2 separate regions of the Ovis canadensis genome follow, and region 1 is linked to region 2. A link is a contact called in public Hi-C data. All regions are on one chromosome and are shown on one strand. The core of a region is the stretch at or near the end of the contact, and the rest is flanking DNA. Distances in the headings are between cores, read along the strand shown. Region 1 overlaps MAML2 (mastermind like transcriptional coactivator 2). Region 2 holds the start of MAML2 (mastermind like transcriptional coactivator 2).

What was found. Hi-C and Micro-C count contacts between places; a contact is called where the count stands out from the background.
Region 1: a contact with region 2 is called in a Hi-C map of fibroblasts, with 3 times the contacts expected there. The contact joins the enhancer-like site here to the promoter of MAML2 in region 2. A contact is called at or near these places in 2 of 2 Hi-C or Micro-C datasets (fibroblasts and lung).

Annotation. Positions count from the first base shown.
Region 1 is chr15:21,728,976-21,732,405 of ARS-UI_OviCan_v2, forward strand. The region is part of intron 1 of MAML2 (mastermind like transcriptional coactivator 2); the gene reads left to right. Among named protein-coding and RNA genes, the nearest start is that of TRNAW-CCA, 90 kb to the left of the region's middle. Within about 2 kb of position 1,701, the one cell type or tissue checked has open chromatin away from gene starts, as enhancers often do. A contact at or near this core is called in fibroblasts, where this site is marked.
Region 2 is chr15:21,619,647-21,623,534 of ARS-UI_OviCan_v2, forward strand. MAML2 (mastermind like transcriptional coactivator 2) reads left to right here and starts at 2,308. Exons shown (of 5, transcript XM_069554889.1): 1 at 2,308-3,888.

The sequences.
Region 1 (3,430 bases), core at 451-2,950, 110 kb after region 2:
GATTGTAATTTGTCCAATGAACTTTCCACTGAAAAAGAAAATGGCAAAACTGACAAACTAATCTAGCTATGCACGTTTTGTTTTGGAAACTTGCTATTCTCAAATGTTCCCTGAATTTATTTTTGAAAATTCTTTGGAAAATTCAAGGAAAAAAATTGGTCTTTTGAGAAATACCTTGAGTGTTAGATTTTGTATGTCAAAGGAGTATTGGATTTCTTGTTAGCAGGTTTTTTTTTTTTTTTGACCTTTTGCCTTTTTTTCTTGTACTATTTATTGTGTCTATGATTTAGTAGGTATGTATTTTATTCTGATGTCTAAACTTTTAAAATTTATTGTGTTTATGTTTCAATTTGATAAAATAGATGTATAAGTTTAAAAAAATGATTTGTGTATGTCTTATCTATTTGATTGAATGTGTCTTCCAGATAATAGACATTTCATATTGGATGGATGGATGGGTGGCTGCTTTGAGTGCAGGTGGATAGGTACAAGTCACAGCTTTGCTACATACTAACTCTCTGGACTACAGCAAATTAAAGATATAAACCTCTGTTTCTTCAAATGTGCATAATCATAGTTCCAGACAGGGTTGTGGAGATTAAAATAAATTATGCATGTAAAGAACTTTGTATCACAGTTGGCACACGGTGAGGGCTCAGAAATATTAGCTGTTATTACTCATATTAACATAAGAATACATGGCTTTAACCACATAACCCATTTTTTTAACTTAAGAGTAAATTATTACAACATGTAAGAATTATGAATGTATTGACTGTAGCAGATTTGATACCAGTAATTTTCTAATCACTATAGCTCAAATTCTTCCATCCATAGGAACAGGGAAGGGTAAAAGAACCGGAAGCTTCTTTATCTAAATTTAGAATTACAAGCATAGCTTAGATATGAAAACATTCAAAAGCTTTACTATGATACAACAGCTGGTTGTATTATGTACCGTTCTTGCCTGGAGAATCCCAAGGACAGGGGAACCTGGTGGGCTGTCGTCTATGGGGTCGCACAGAGTCAGCCACGACTTAAGCGACTTAGCAGCAGCAGCAGCAGCAGCAGCCTTATTAAAGCAACATCATTTCGTGCAGTTTAAAACGTTTACAAATTCTAGGTAAGCATTCTTAAAATAGGTCTTTCCCTCTAGGGTGACACTGAGATTCCCAAAAAGGGTGATAACATTTTATTAATAAAAGATCTTTAATGGGGTTGCGATCATTAAGCAGCATAGCCCCCAGATTATACAAACTTTCACCTAGCCTTCTCTAGAGGAAGAACCAGCCTGATTTTTTTAGGCAAAAGAGTAAGTCACTGAGGTCTGCCCGCACTTCGTTTCCCAAAGAGAAGCCTGCGCAGGCGACCGGAGGGGTTAGGTCGCGCTCAGCGCAGGCTGGCTGTTCAAAGGGCACTGTCTGCTTTCCCCCTGACTTGCACGGCCGGGCACCCCTTGGCGGCGGCCTGGGCGCCCCCCAGCCCCAGGCTAATGCGAACGGGCGGTGGGCTCCTCGGCCGAAGCTCCGGCGAGGCCCGCGTGCCGCGGCTAGGCTGCCTCCCGGCGCGCGCTTACACACGCGCAGCTTGTTTGGAACTTGAGCAACGCCTCCTGTTTTCTTTCCACCCTATTTCTGTTTGTGCAGAGCTGGCCTTTTCTGGCAGGAAGTGCCAGCCATTTAAGGAGTGCAGGCGATTCCCAACAGCCGGCCCCCTCCCCCGCCGAGTCGCCTTGCTCCCAGCTAATTGGCCTGGAGACCGACCGGGCTTAGCCCTGCGAAGGTTCGCATTTTAAAAATGTCTTCTTTTGTCAGCTTGAGATTTTCCAGCATTTAAAAGCGGAAAGGAAGCGAGGAATACAAGGAAGCTATTAAAGATATATTAAATAAACTCTACTGGGATCAAGCGTGTGTTTAAGAGAAAATCTGTAACTTTTGCAAGGGAACTTTTGGTGATTGCTTATTATTTTAACAAAGAGGGAGGGAAGGAGGGACAGAGAGAGTTGGTTTTGTCCCTGAACTGGAGAAGCAGATGTTTAAAGGAGAGGGGCAGGAAGCAGCTCTGACAAATGAAAGGATTTTTGATTGAGTTCATGAGCTAAAGTTTCCTGCCAGTAATTCATTCAACCCTAGGCTACATAAAAGAAAAACCCTCATAATTGAATTTTAATCGCCCAACTTTTTAACATACAACCAGAACAGTCAAGTGGAGCTGCCACAGGTAAAACAGAAATAACGCTGTAAACTGATCTTAGATGATTATTTATTGGTAGTTTTTAAAAAATTATGATCTCCTTTGCTTCATACTGCTCCTCCTTTTATGGGTGCCTGTGGACCAGAGGCTATTCCTTACTGTCTGTGTAAGTTAAAATCCTTTGTGCAGACTTTTTTTTTTTCTTTAAGCTGTTTTGTGAGCAGGTGCAGATGGCTTTCATGATCTGAGCCAATTGAAATGTTCTGTTTCAGCCTGCAGAAACTGAGGTTTTTAAAAAATGAAATAACCGCATTTTGTGCTGTATCTATAATTCAGCTGGAAAATGTGTTCTCCATTTTATGATGAAATCTGCCACTTCTGTTTCTTCTCTTAATGAATTTGGTTTGTTTACAGCCTTAAGGAAATCTTGTCACTAAAAGCCACCCTCAACACGCCTGCAGTATTTTTCAGTCTGATGATTTCACAACCAGGGCCATTGCAAAATAAGAGTAAATGGGTTTTCTTTTTTTTTTTTTTAATCCCTGGAGATTTTTAAGAACTTTTTTTTCCTTTCTTTTTTCTTCACAGTGTATTCAAGTAAACAGTTTCAGGAAAACTTGGAAACATTTGAGACTTTTGTACTTTTTCGTAAATATAATATTAAATAAGCCAGTTTTCTTAGTGAAGTCTTAGAGTCTTATACCAAGTGACAAAAAGTAGGGAGTCCATGCATCCTAAAAACTCTAGGTTTGGTGCTTGCATTAATGAGTCCTCCTGCAAAACAAAGTCAAGAGCAAATTAACTCCTCTAGAGTACAGAAGCTTCTGTGGCCATCACTGGTGCTAAGCCACAGCTCTGTGCTCAGTCACACTCATATGGGCAGGCCATAAACCAAATGGCCATAGCCAAAATCCAGAATCACAGAATGGGCTGCACCTTGAACTGAACAGACCCAAATGTCAAACTGTAACTGAACCAAAACATGTCCATAAGTAAGCCTGATGAACTAGTTTAAACCAGCATGATACTTACGTACTTTCTAACATGACTGAACAAAGCCAAACTAGAACTTCAAAAAAATTCCACACTTAGCCTCAAACAAACCAAGAGCTCATTGGTCTGGATCTGTGTTCCTGTGTTGTTATGGGATCCCAGCTGGAAATGAAGGGTTTGGATTCTGCTCTGATATCGACCCTCATGATAATGACTGATCCAAGGCTACCAACTCAGGAAAGAA
Region 2 (3,888 bases), core at 1,058-3,557:
ACTCTAAAGTATCTCTGAAGACCTTGGGAGCATCATTTCTTGTATGTGACGCTACAGACAAGTTTGAACCAACTGAAGAGTGAACGTACCAACTGAAAGTTAAAAATATTTATCTAATAAATAGCATTTACTTAATTTATAAAAATGAAAGCACTAATGACTTTAAGGACTTGTAATGGCAGCTGACTCAGTTCCTAGGTCATGCCTCTTAATGCCTTGAAACATTTTTCTTGTTAGAACAGTATTCTGGCTGTTGATCAGGAAATGCTGATAAGTAGCTTTGCTGATGTCTGAGGTCACTGCAACCGAGCAAGCTTCTTCAGTAGGTGTTTGGAGAGTTCAAGAGACTTTTGTACATGATTACACCAAAAGAACTGCAAAGAGACAGGCTGTCAGGAAATGAGAATTAGCATGGATCAGGGGGCCAAAAGCAAATAGTCGAGAAGAAAACAGAATGTTGAAAAATCAGAATTAACTTTAGTAGGTATTATGACTTAACTGTATTATTTTATCATCATCACTGATATCACTGATTCTATAACAATAGTTTGTAAGCTTACAAGTCTCACATATCAACTTTTGAGATCTTGACATTTATCACTATAGCATTAAATGCCTTATGGTAGGTATCTGTGAACAGTAAAGATGAGGAAGACAGATGGACAAATAAAAAGGAACTAATGCTTTAAAAAAAAAATTCATAGGGCCCTTACAGAAGCTTTAGGGATATAAGAGGGAACAGTTCCATAAAAGGGGAAGACAAGGAAAAAAAATGTTTATTTTATTGGCAGCTGGATATAATTGAGCATATTTTCTCACTTGTCTGCTCTCATACTCAGATGAGTAGTTCTATTCACTACTCATTTCTTGGAGGTATTATAGGACTTGCTTAGACTCCAGCATGTTGATTGAGGTGTAATTGCAGCCCTTGAGCTATTCTGGGTATAGTCTGGTTTCCCTGTAACTCCTTTCACCCTTGATACTGAGGCAGCAAGTCCAGTGGTTAAGAAAGGATAGGTTTGAAATCAGGCTTGAGTTCGAGTCCTGATCTGTTACTTCCTAGTTAGTTTAAATAGTTTATTTTCAATAAGCCTCAGTTTCCTCATTTATAAATGGAGTTAATAATTCCTCTCCCTCAGGATTTTTGGTGGATTGGAGGGAGATTTATGCAAAGTACTGTGCTGAAACAGTGACTAAATAAATAGTAATGACATGAATGGAAATGAGGTGTATGATAATGATGTCAGCTTGAATTTAAATGGCTGTAAAGGGCAAATGTGTACAAAAGACACTGTAAAGGAGAGTCCTACATCACTAGAACATAGTAGGAAAATTTATTAAATTGTTGCTGGACAAGTTTTTAAGGTGTGTCCTTGTCTAGCTTAGAAGTAAAAGTTTAGTAAAAGTTATATCATTTAGAAATAGCAGCTTTGACCAAAAACACTTATTAATCAAAATCCATGCTACTGCAGAACTGTAGCGTGAACAGTGTTTAAATTTATTAAGGTTTTTTTCTTATCAAGTGTGACTGCTGAATATATTAAGTGCTGATAGTAACTCGAGGTAATGTCTAATGAATACACGTTTTTAAAAACCAATCTAAAATGATCAGAACCCCTTCCCTTTTTAATGACACCTCATGAGAGAGTTCTTTCAGATTTGCATACCTAAAAAAGATATTTCTGCTTTTCTCCATGAGTGATGAGAAACTTAGCCTTGGAAGGGACAGACAGCAGTATGTTCCAATGAAAAGTAAAAAAAAAGTTACATTCCATCAGAATGCACTTGTCCCAAATCCCAAAATAACATTCTAGAATTTGTGAAAATGAACTAATGTAGACCAGCCTATCGAGAACTAAAGTAGATAAATGTTTGCACTGATCTTACTCATTTCTAACCACAGCTCAGTTTGAAGCAGGAGCTTGTAACTGAGATGCGAGGTGGTTTAGATTAACAAAGCCCCACTGCTTGACACCTCAAATCCAAATGACTTCCAAATGACTTCCAAATGAGCATAACAGACTATATGGTCCTGACTAGAACAATATTGTGCTCACTTTAGTTTATCCTCCATAAATGGTAATCAGCAGAATCCAGCATGCATTTTGAGAGCTTAAAGGTAGGATTATCTGAAGATGAGACAACAATGTGTGTCAGAGATGTGTTTGTTTTGTGTTAGTGAACTTGAAACTGGACTGCTGCATAATGATTTTCCTCCTTATGTATGTAAACAGACTACCGTGAAGGCCCCAGATCTTGTGTTAGGTTTGTCATAGGGAATCTTGTATTTTCAGAAAAATATTTTTTTGTTGTTTTTTTTTCCTTTTTGAGAACTGATATTTGTAATTTCATCGTGATAGAATATTTTAGTTATTCTTACTGATTTTGCTTATGATCACCGAGATTGACTTAGCCAGAGACAGAGAAAACAGGCTAGCAGGTAGACAGACACTCGCCTGCCCTTTAGGAGCTAATGATGTAATTTCTTCTCTTCACCCACTCCTCCGTTTCCCCCAGTACGCACACACCCTACGCCTCCTTTTCTGACACCCAGGAACGTTTCCTCCGTGTTCACCCAGCTCTCGCTAGAGTGCCCAGGGGTGTCATTGACAACATACTGAAAAATGAAAGTGATATCCTCGAGGGGTGGAGGCGGGGAGCGTAACGGAGGTCTGGCAGGGAAAATACATCTACTGGCCGGGAATTTCTGCACCATTTCGGGCTGGTGAAGTAGTCGGGTAGAGGTTGGGGAATTTCCCCAACGTACCGCCGTCCTGCCCGAGCCGAGCCGGAGTGCGAGCTGCGCGCGCCGACGCCGAGATGCGCAGGCTTCGGGATCCTCCACTTCTTGCCGCTGGGAGGCCCTCTGCGTTCCCCTTTCCCCGCACCGGCCGCCTCGCTCGCCCGTGCAGTGGCACCCGCCTTCCACCAGGGAGCCTCGGGCGAGAGCTCCCCCGCCCTCCGTCCCCCACCCCCCTGCAGCTCGCTGGCTCTCTTTCTCCCTCTGTCTCACTCTCTCTCTTTCTCTCCCTCTCCTATCGGAGCACAATGAAAGCCTGTGTATCGCCGTGACTCCGGGCGGCGGAGCCAGTGTCAGCCCAGCGGCGAACAACAGACGGGAAAAAGAGAAAGGAAAAGACCGGCTACTTTCTTTTCCATCTCTAAAAGCGGAGCAATCCAAGAGATAGAACCACATTGCTTATTGCGAGTCCAGACCCTCAGATCCACTGGCCGGGGATGGAATGTACAAAAGTGGACAGAAAAGTGGCTGGACATGACTCGGTGCAATTTACTGGAAGTTTGTAAGTTTGACCATCGTTTGTAAATTACTCTCGGAAGAGTTTGTCTCTCTTGATACTGTATTAGAATCGAGCCGGGGGTGAGGACTAGAAACGTAAGCGGGAAAGAAGAAGAAGAAAAAAAAAAAAAATGTGTTGAAGGATCTCTCTCTCAGTGGCTAGTGACTTCAGACTGCTTTCATTTAAGGCTGGGAAACCTTAGAGGGAATGAGGATTTTACCGGTGATTGGATTAGCTGAAGAAAAAAGCATGGTCCAGAAGTCCAATTACTGACATTAACAATTGAAAAGCTGTCTCCCTCTTTGGGGAGAAGACCACATCCTACAGCACCCCCAAAGAGGAGGAAACACCGGAGCAAAGGGAAAGGGAGGAAAAATTAAAAGCCAAAAGACAATCTCTGTTTGATTTTTGTACGTTTTGAACATTGACTTCAGAAAGCTTCTGAAACAGCACTTTTTTAAAAAATTGCGGAAAAGTAAAGGCCGTGGGTTACAGAGACCATGGTAGATGTGGGTTCCTCTGCAGAAACATCCCCATAAAAGAATCTTCGGAAACAACTAGGTGACGGGGGAGTCCAGCTCTCTGTTAA